Regions from separate parts of the Hordeum vulgare genome. Here regions 1 and 3 are each linked to region 2. The links are chromatin contacts, called in public Hi-C and HiChIP or PLAC-seq maps. All regions are on one chromosome and are shown on one strand. Each heading gives the region's core, a stretch centred on a gene start, on an enhancer-like site or on the middle of the called end of the contact. The rest is flanking DNA. Distances are from core to core; before and after follow the strand shown. Region 1 holds the start of LOC123449255. Region 2 holds the start of LOC123449259 (wall-associated receptor kinase-like 14). Region 3 holds the start of LOC123449254 (probable E3 ubiquitin-protein ligase ARI2).

The links. A called contact is a pair of places that touch in the nucleus more often than the background predicts. HiChIP or PLAC-seq counts read pairs in DNA pulled down with a chosen protein or histone mark.
Region 1: an H3K4me3 HiChIP or PLAC-seq map of embryo shows a contact between it and region 2, with 8 times the contacts expected there. The contact joins the promoter of LOC123449255 here to the promoter of LOC123449259 in region 2. A contact is called at or near these places in 1 of 6 Hi-C or Micro-C datasets (leaf) and 1 of 1 datasets of contacts at active chromatin or transcription factors (embryo).
Region 3: a contact with region 2 is called in a Hi-C map of seedling, with 3 times the contacts expected there. The contact joins the promoter of LOC123449254 here to the promoter of LOC123449259 in region 2. A contact is called at or near these places in 1 of 6 Hi-C or Micro-C datasets (seedling) and 1 of 1 datasets of contacts at active chromatin or transcription factors (embryo).

The regions. Positions count from the first base shown.
Region 1 is chr4H:523,115,401-523,118,414 of MorexV3_pseudomolecules_assembly, forward strand. LOC123449255 reads left to right here and starts at 1,420. Exons shown (of 12, transcript XM_045126401.1): 1 at 1,420-1,803; 2 at 1,902-2,018; 3 at 2,124-2,242; 4 at 2,601-2,684. The coding sequence starts at 2,192.
Region 2 is chr4H:523,797,298-523,800,342 of MorexV3_pseudomolecules_assembly, forward strand. LOC123449259 (wall-associated receptor kinase-like 14) reads right to left here and starts at 1,380. Exons shown (of 3, transcript XM_045126405.1): 1 at 1-1,380. The coding sequence starts at 756. It overlaps LOC123449260 (conserved oligomeric Golgi complex subunit 6), which reads right to left. Exons shown (of 11, transcript XM_045126406.1): 11 at 2,548-3,045. The coding sequence ends at 2,690.
Region 3 is chr4H:523,021,012-523,023,864 of MorexV3_pseudomolecules_assembly, forward strand. LOC123449254 (probable E3 ubiquitin-protein ligase ARI2) reads left to right here and starts at 1,435. Exons shown (of 7, transcript XM_045126400.1): 1 at 1,435-1,868; 2 at 1,971-2,003; 3 at 2,113-2,389. The coding sequence starts at 1,695.

The DNA of each region.
Region 1 (3,014 bases), core at 170-2,669, 680 kb before region 2:
TGGTGTGCTAGGGTTTCGGTCGCTTGGTCGCCGACGAGGTGGCGAGATGGGGACGGGGGAGGGTTCTGGAAGCAGATGGTTAAACCCACCGCACGCTCGGATTAAAAAAGGCCGATTGCGGTCGCCGACGCGTGGGCCCGAGGATGGCGGCCGTCATAAATTATGTTGTCCGCGGTGGTTGGGGGCGGACACCGAGGGGGCGTGTGTCTGCTTCGCTTTCGTGCTGACGCATTTCAGTCTCAATTTTGGGCCGGAAAATGGGTCGGCGCGTTGGCCATCATTTTTTTCCGTGCCGACCCAAACGGACGGCGACAGACGGAATGTATCGTCCCATTGAAGTTGCTCTAATGTATTTTTTCGCACGCCGGCAAAAATGAGTTCGGCCAGCGTTGCACGCATGCGCCGATCCATTTACGAAAGTATATGTTCGTATTCGTCTGGCCGGCTCAAACGGACAAAAAACTAACAAAATCGCCCTTTATTTAGATCGGCCCGTTGGAGCTGGCCTAACCACTCTTTTATGCGTGCACGTAACGCAGGATTGGTCTAGGTAGCAGGAGACGGCCCCGGCCGCTGTGGATATCCTGTGAGCCTGACGAGGGTTCCTTCAGTTTACTGGTAGACAGTGGACACATGTGGCGAGCGTGTCACATGACCTGCCAAAGTTGTTTCTCACGGAGGTCAAGCCCGCACCAGCGCATCACGGCAAAGGAGCGCCCGTTTCGAGGTGAAAAGAGGACAGATTCACCGCAGTCCACAGTGGACGTGCGCCTGCCCATTTCCTTGGCCTCTTTCTCCGGGGTTTTGGACTCGTGGGCTCTTGCCCTCGCTGTGTGTCATCTCCACCGTCCACACAGGCTTGCTCCCTGCTCGCCCGTGTCTGATGCGTAGACACAGGACGACTTCCATCAATGGCCTCGGCAGTCGGCAGTGAACAGCGTAGCGTAGCGTGGTCTTCACATTCACAGGTAGCAGGTCAAAGATCGATGAGCCATGCATGTTACTGTGCCTGCCTGCATGCTGACTTGCTGCGTCTGTTATTTTTACCTCCCCTGCCATATCAGCTCATCATTACCCTTGAGGCAAAACCTGCACAGTACGCATCAGAATGCAACTTTTTATCGGCAGCAAAAGTCTTGACTTGATTATCCTCTTCCTTCAGCTAAGCGATGGTATACAATGAAGGTGACGGAGGAGTAATTCAGTTAGCTCATCACCATCAGGTCTCAACGTCTGACGCAACGACGGAGTAGAACGGCGAGCAGCCTTGTACAGCGGAGTAAACCAGCAACGCGCGGACGAATGGGCGAGTAAACAAAGAGCTTCCGGATCTGGATAGAGTAGAATAGAGCTGCGTGGAGCCCGGCGCCTCAGCTCTAGTAATAAATACAGTAAGAACTTGCATAGAAAAGGAGGGGAGTTGGTAAGTTTCAGGGCAGGCATACGTAAATTAAACGTGATACACCGCCACCATAAACAAAGCATCGGAATAGCCGGACACAGCAGAGCAAAGGGGAAACCGATCGGAGTAGGCGTGCTACGATTCTCATTTTCTCATAGGCAGCAGCAGCACCCTCCCTCTGGCAGTGGCAGCGCCTCCCTCAAGCTCATCCGTCGCCCTCACGCTCCACGCGCGCGCGCACGCGGCCACCCAGAGAAGCAGCGGCAGCTCCGGGACAAGAGAAGGGAGCCATTCAGAAGGCAGCAGCCCAGTCCGGCCCGGTGGTTTCCTTGGTTAGGTGATCGACTCCCCGGCAACAACCCCGAGAAACCCCGACTCCTTGCGGGCGATTTTTGTGTCCGGTGAGATTCCGAGCTCTCCCTCTCCATTATAGCGTCTCTCCCACCTCCTCTTTCCGTTTGGGTTTCTGGTACGTGTGTAACGTGGCTGCGGATTTCAGGTTTTGGCTTGGCTGGGTTCACCTGTGAGATCAGGCCGGAGGAGCCATTCTTGAGCTCGGCTGCGCAGACCTGCTGCAGTGGAGTGGCTCAGCAATGAATCGCAGCGGCTTCGAGAGGTTCGCACCGTTGGCATTATGCGGTTGCGACATGCTTGCGGTTTCTTTTGCAGCGCCGTGTTTGGATTCTGGACTGGCCTGACGATATGATTCTGCGGTTCTTAGGTAGAAGAAGCACTTGTTGTCGGGTCTGCATTGGCGGTGGTTTTGTTCTAGGAGAATTAATCCTCAGAATGGAGAGCGTAGATTCGCACTCCCCGAGGCGCCATGCTCAGCATCAACAGGTAAATTGCCGGTTGCGGAGATAAAATGCCCCCTTAATTCTTGCGCCATTGTTTTTTCTCTTAATGTTCATAGGCAGAGTGAGAGTCAGTTTTCCTGTTAATTAGATTGTCGCAGCAGGTATTCCGGGTTTTTCTCTCTCTATCATTTTCCCTTCCCGTAGAAATTCTCCATGTCTGAAGTCTGAATCAGTTTGTTCTGCCAAGGATCAAAACCGTCTTGGTCGCTGCATTTGGTAGATGCCTTGGTTGGGGTGTATGTGTTCTTACTGCAAATATCTCATGGTTCTCCCTGCCTCACCATTTTCTGTTTTTATATTCTTCTTCCTTTTTTTTTTTTTTTTTTTTTTTTTTTGCAAAGAATGCTAGGGAACCCAAGGATCATAAGAGCACCAGTAAAAGGCAGTCACACAGCACTGAGATTCCATGCTCTTTGGTACAGGAGGTAAGCGATTGAAATCAACATTTTTTTTTTGGGATTACTACTATATTTCAGTGGCATATGGCCCCATGCATGCCTGACCTCTCTTATTAAGTGCTTTCGACTTGCTTGATTGTTTCTTAGCTATTACTCGTGATTCTGGCTTGTCCCTTTTCTCTTAAATGCCATATCCATGAACTTTGCCAATTATGCAGATTTCTGTAGGAAAATGCCAATTGTAGAATTTTGAGATTCAGTTCATGTTCATCCTTGGTACAATATTGCATGAAAAAGTTACTCGGTTGCCCTGTGTACAGAAATGCATTCCAAATTTGAGAAATTTAAGGGGTAGGG
Region 2 (3,045 bases), core at 130-2,629:
GTCGCCATGGAGTCCCTCTGGGCAGTCGCACTGGAACCCTTCCGGCCGCGTCTTTGTCGCCGGGAACTGGGTGCAGTTGGCTCTGCGGTCGCACTGGCAACGCCCCGGCACCCACCAGTCCAGCTCCAGCGCGCCGAGCAGCAGCGACGGCCCCTGCGCTTCGGAGTAGCTCACCGCCGACACCAGCCCGGTGCAGTTGTACCTGAGAATCTCGCTTCTGTTGAGAAGATGGTGGCCGATGGTGTTGTTTGTACGAAGAGGAAGGCCGCTGGCGTTGCTGGGACGTTGAGGCAGGATGCAGCGGATGGACTCGTTGGCGGTGCAGTGGGACGAGGGCATGTCCATGTAGGGGTCCGGCGGCTCGCTGCTGCAGTTTTTGATGTGGTCGGCCTCGGAGCTGCTGCAGGAGCTGACGACGAGCGTGTTCCCCGAGGCGGGCGCGTAGCTGTCGGAGAAGAGCGCCTCGATGGACGCATTGAACGACCGAGAGCAGTCGGGATGCAGGTTGAGGATGAGCGCGCGCGGCGTGACGTTGCGCACGAGCAAGCCCAGCTCCCGCGCGCCGCCGAGCCACGCGGCGCCGACGCCGTCGATGCCGACGTCGCAGCTGAGGCGTATCGTGCAGCCGCTGGAGAAGCCGAACGGGTACGGCAGCGTCATGGCCCCGCAGCTCCGCACGCAGCTCCCGTTGCCTTCGCCGGTCGCGGCCGCCGCGTGCAGCAACACGGCGGCCAGAAGCAGCGCCGCGCCCCGCATCTCCGTAGCTGGCTAGCTATCTACCTAAGCTTATTTTGCTTCCGAGCTCCGAGCACGCCGTCCCTCTCATCATAGATTTGTTACTAGCTAGTGAAGCAAGCGAGCGACGCTCGCTCTTGCTGCTCTGTGCTGTGCTGCTGCGGCGCGGGAAAGGGAAGCAAGCGAAGCAGGCTTGCGGGAGCCGGGCGAAGGGAGGGGGGGTGATGATCGATCGACGGTGTATGTATGTGGTGGTGCGTGCGCTTGCGTCCCCGCCGCGTCGGCTGTCAATTTTGCTCCTTCATTGCAGTGGAATTCCCGCATTAAAACCCGAGACCAGCGACCAACCTACTCCTACTGCTCCCCATCCCGCACTGCACACACAAACACACTGGCACGCAGCTCATCGCTGCTACTACTACTACCCCGGCCGTCTCGTCTAGCTAGCTAGGCCCCAGCTGAGAATCCAAGTAATCACTCCGCCAGCAGTTCATCCTCTCCTCTCGTCTCGCCGTCATGGGGAGGATGCGGGGCCGTACGTCGTCGTCTGCGTCCGCCCGCAGCTCACGGGCACCCGTTCCCACTGCCACGGTCACGGCCAGCTTATTACTCTGTGCGTTCTCCGTAGATGATCCCTCCACCGTGGACCGGAGACCTCGGCCTCGGGTGGCCGCCAGCTAGAGCCCGGCCCACCCTCTCCACACGCTGCGCCCACTTGCCGTGCGCCGCATGCCAACGGACTAGAAAAATCCCGGGCCAAACGACGACCCGCGAGGTCAGGCGACGCAACTGGTCGTTTTCTTTCCCCGGAAACCGTGTAGTGGAACCACGCACGTATGCTCATGCGGTCATGCCCTTAGATTATACTGTACTGTACTACTCCTATAAGAGGTGACAAGTGACATAATCTAGTAACAAGGTTTTCAGGATTAGAAGAAACTAAGTTTTAGTACTCTAGGGGCGGCTAGATGCACCCAACGTGGTACGTAAGATGGTGGAGACACCTAACCATGCAACTATCTGCTTAATACCACGATCTAATACGTTCGTGGGGAAATAATTAATTAAGGTCAACCTACTCTGCGGCACTGATGAGCAGCTAATGGATGGGCTGTGCGGTGTTCAACCAAGCTGATGCTGCTAGTAGTATTAATTACAAGCCACGCTACTCCAAAGTTGATTTGACTGGTACATATGCTATCATATTTTCAGCTGCCGAAAATGATAAAAATTAAGGAAAACAAACAAATGTACTACACTGCCGACAAGCTTGAACAGCTTTTCAACCATACCTGGATAACCTGTCCCTGATAGTATTAGCTATTCCAAGAAGCAGCCTTGGATCCTGATTACCGGCGGCTGCTGCTTCCACTTTCCACACCCGCCAAAGTTCCGAGTTCCGCTCGTCGCCGCAGTCAACCGCCACAGCTTGCATACGCCAAATCAGCGCGAAAAAAGGACATCAGATAGGAGGGGCCACAGAAAAAAGTTGCTTCAAAACCAGCAGATAGCGTTGAAAGTAACAGAGAAGGATACAATTAACTCCGACGTTTTGCGGAGGGTTACAGCGGAAAAGGAAAACAGTGGCATTTTCTACCAATTTGCTCCTGAGAAGCCTCTGAGACGACAATTGCTTGACTCTGCCCAGTTGGCAAGCTGGATTGCGGTTTTTCGTCGTCGCTTTCAACACTACAGAGGCAAAGAATCGGAAATACTGGAATGCTGCTTCTCTTCTCTGGTAACACGACTGGCGTCATTAATCTGACAATGGTTCATGTGGTTTTACAACGACAACAAAAACTGTACGCGATGTCATACAACAGTTCGCCACTTTAATATTTCTTCAAGAAGAAACTGCAACCTCAGTCAGATTTTAGTAGGTAATATACATCACAGTGATTCAGAACATGAATCTCCTCTCGTTACATGTATCAAAAGGTATGCTGTGTGGACCTCAGATTTCGAGTATGGTTCTTATCTGCTCCGGCGAATGCTTGACCAACGATCTTGGGTCAGGATAACAGTTCTTTGGATCCATCACCGCCTTGTAGATGAGCTCGTAAGCTTCTGCTAGAGCTCTCGCCAAACCGTAGCAAGCGTCTGATCGTAACCTTGGAACCTGGAGCTGCTCGAATTCTGGCAAGGAGCCTTCTGTCCCAGTCACAAGACCATAGAATGCCTTCAAACACTCCAGAAGCATTTGTGCCGATGTCTCCACGACATCTGCCAGAGGTCTTGCATCATCCTTGCCATCAGTAGAGCTGTAGTTCTTTATGTATGGCATCTTACTTGACAATCCACATTTACTGA
Region 3 (2,853 bases), core at 185-2,684, 780 kb before region 2:
CAGGCCCGAAAATCTCGAACCGGGCCGGGCCTCCAAACATGTCATCGGCCCAAGCTCGGGCCTGGAATTTGAGCCACGCGGTCGGGCTCGGGCTTGAAGAATACTGATTTTCCGCCGTGATCGGGTCATGCCAGTCGGGCTTTTTCTGGCTTGGGTCGAGCTTGGACCCAATATTTAGGCTCAACGGTCGGGCCGGGACGGGCTCAGGCCTGGGTTTTTAGCACCGGACTTTTTCGGCCCGGCTCGAAGGCTAACCCTGCCCAAAGTATGCCGAGGCATACGCGAGAGGCATGGTCGTGCCTCTCGAAAACGAAAAATCGTGTTTTTTATTTTTTTTTCGCTAGTGACACGGTTTTGCATCCGCGTGAGGCGCGGTTTTGTCTTTGTGAGAGGCACAGAACTGTGCCTCTCGGAAACAAAAAAAAACATGTTTTTTCTATCACAAGAGGCACGGTTTCTTCATCCAATTTTTTTGTCTTTTTTTGCGAGAAAAAGTTTATCAAAATCTATCAACATGGGATCTATTTTGAAGATCTCAACGTGAGAAAATCAACAATGAAATCGATTCGAAATTTAAACACATGGTTAAGAGATAAACATTTTAAAAATACTGATCTACGAAAAAAACCTCTTAGATTGCAACAAGTGACACATACAATGCATCATTTATCCAAACTTTAAAAAAAGATGAAAGTGATGTTTGAAAAATATATTTCTCAATTAGTGATTTTAGAGAATTAATGAAGCGGGTACAATGGACCCTATGCCACGCCAGTTTGCCACAAATGGACAAATGTTCTCCCGTTCATGGATACAAAAACTAAGAACAAAGTGAACTTCATGAATTTTAGGCATGCACGCTGGATTGATTGGACGACGATATTTTCGGGTCTACAACAAGCACAATGCGGGTCAAGAACTTAAGATCGATGCAGTTGGTGCCTTTTATCTCAGATGTCAAGGAATGCAATCAGCGCCATCGTCATCACAAATGAAACACACATTTAGAAGCGTGACCAATTGCATGGGTGTGATCTCAAACTCACAACGAAATGGGTCCGACAACCAAACAGTCTTAGAATCAGACCTGAGCATTGCTTGTTCATCAATTATATCTAACGGGTGTCCAACAACGTCAGAGTTTGTTTACACAAAACCGTTGCGTGTGGTGGGTTAAAGAGAAAAATTGCACGGCACAACCAGCATTCGCCCCCGTGTGTAAACTCTCGCTGTCCCTTGAGGTCTTACCTTGCCTTCTAAGCCCAGCCTGCTACACAGGCCCAAACTCACAGCTGGGCCGAAGCCGGACGCCTAGGGTGCTGCCACGGAGCGTAGGTGTGTGCCAACTGCCAGCTTTTCCCCATTAAAAAAACCAAAACGGTGCCTGGCAGTTTTTCACTTACCCCCTTCACCCGCACCAGCAGCAGCCGAAAGGCGCAGCCCTTCCCCAATTCCGGCCACGCCCCAGCGCCTCCGCTACCCCCACCTTCACTCCCCTCCCAGCTCCTCCTCCGCCGCCCCCCGTCCCCGTCTCCCACGCCGCCCCCCTCCGGCCCGGTATCTAATCCACCCCGCGCTTCCCCAGCTCCGCCGCCGCCTTTTCCACCAACTCCGTCCGCCAATCTAGAAACCCCTATTTCCTTGCGCCGCCGTCGCTCGTTTTGATTCGGCTGATCTGATCGGTCGCTGAGCCGATGGGCAGCGACGCCGAGGAAGTGTCCCAGCCGGCGTCGTCGCCGGAGTACGAGCAGGACGACGACGACGACGACTGCTACCTGAGCGATCAGGAGGACGATGCCCTAGAGGAGTCCGTCCTCCAGGTCCTCGAGGACGGCAACCTCGAGGACTGCCATTGGTCCTCCTCCTCCGTACGCGCCTCGCTTGCCCGTCTTTCCCCTGGCCCTCTCCGCCCATTGGCGCCCCCGATTGCTTCTCCTACTGACGGGTTATTTCCTTGCCTGTGCTTGCAGGTGATCACCAAGGAGTATCTCTTGGCGGCGCAGGTGACTATGTGGCCCGACGGCTCCCCCCATTCTATTTCCAGGATTTAAGCGATTTCCGGATGCTGACGCTTTGTTTTGTAAACTTGTTCTGGCTGATTGGGGTCTGTAGAGGGAGGATCTCAGGAAGGTGATGGATCTGCTAGGGTTAAAGGAGCACCACGCAAGGACGCTTCTAATTCACTACCGATGGGATGTGGAGAGGATATTCGAGCTGCTCGATCAGAAGGGGAGGGATAGGCTCTTTTCCGAGGCTGGTATTCCTCTCGGAACCGCTAATAATGCCGGTTCGCCCTCTGCGACGGAGGTCACCTGCAATGTTTGCTACGATGATGTGCCCCTCTCGTCCGCTTCCCATATGGACTGCGGCCACAACTACTGCAATGAATGTGAGTAGTAGTCGTTGAGAACAAGTGCTTGTTGTTTATATGAAGCTTTGCATATGTGCTAGCTATAGCTTTTATATGTTGGTAGAAAGATTGCACGATTGCATTTTCGGATGAATGCTTTGCTTTCTTACAAGTGTGCTAATCAGCAGTGTGATATTCGTGTATTAGGAGCGACAAATCAACAAATGTCTTATTATCCTACTTCTGAAGAAAATGGCGCAACTTATCATATTCATTTAGCTCTGTATGATTGTGGACCACCTGTACTTGTACTTCATGCACACAATTAACCTAGGGAAGCAGAGGATATCACTTCCTAGTCGCAAGAATAATCATTGTGTTACTTCATGTAATCTACTATCTATTATTAAGAATTTTGGCCCTAAGTACCAGTGTAGAATATATCAACTATACAACTCCCTACCTCCACGCCTACCACACCCTGTGAATTAGCATTGCTATAT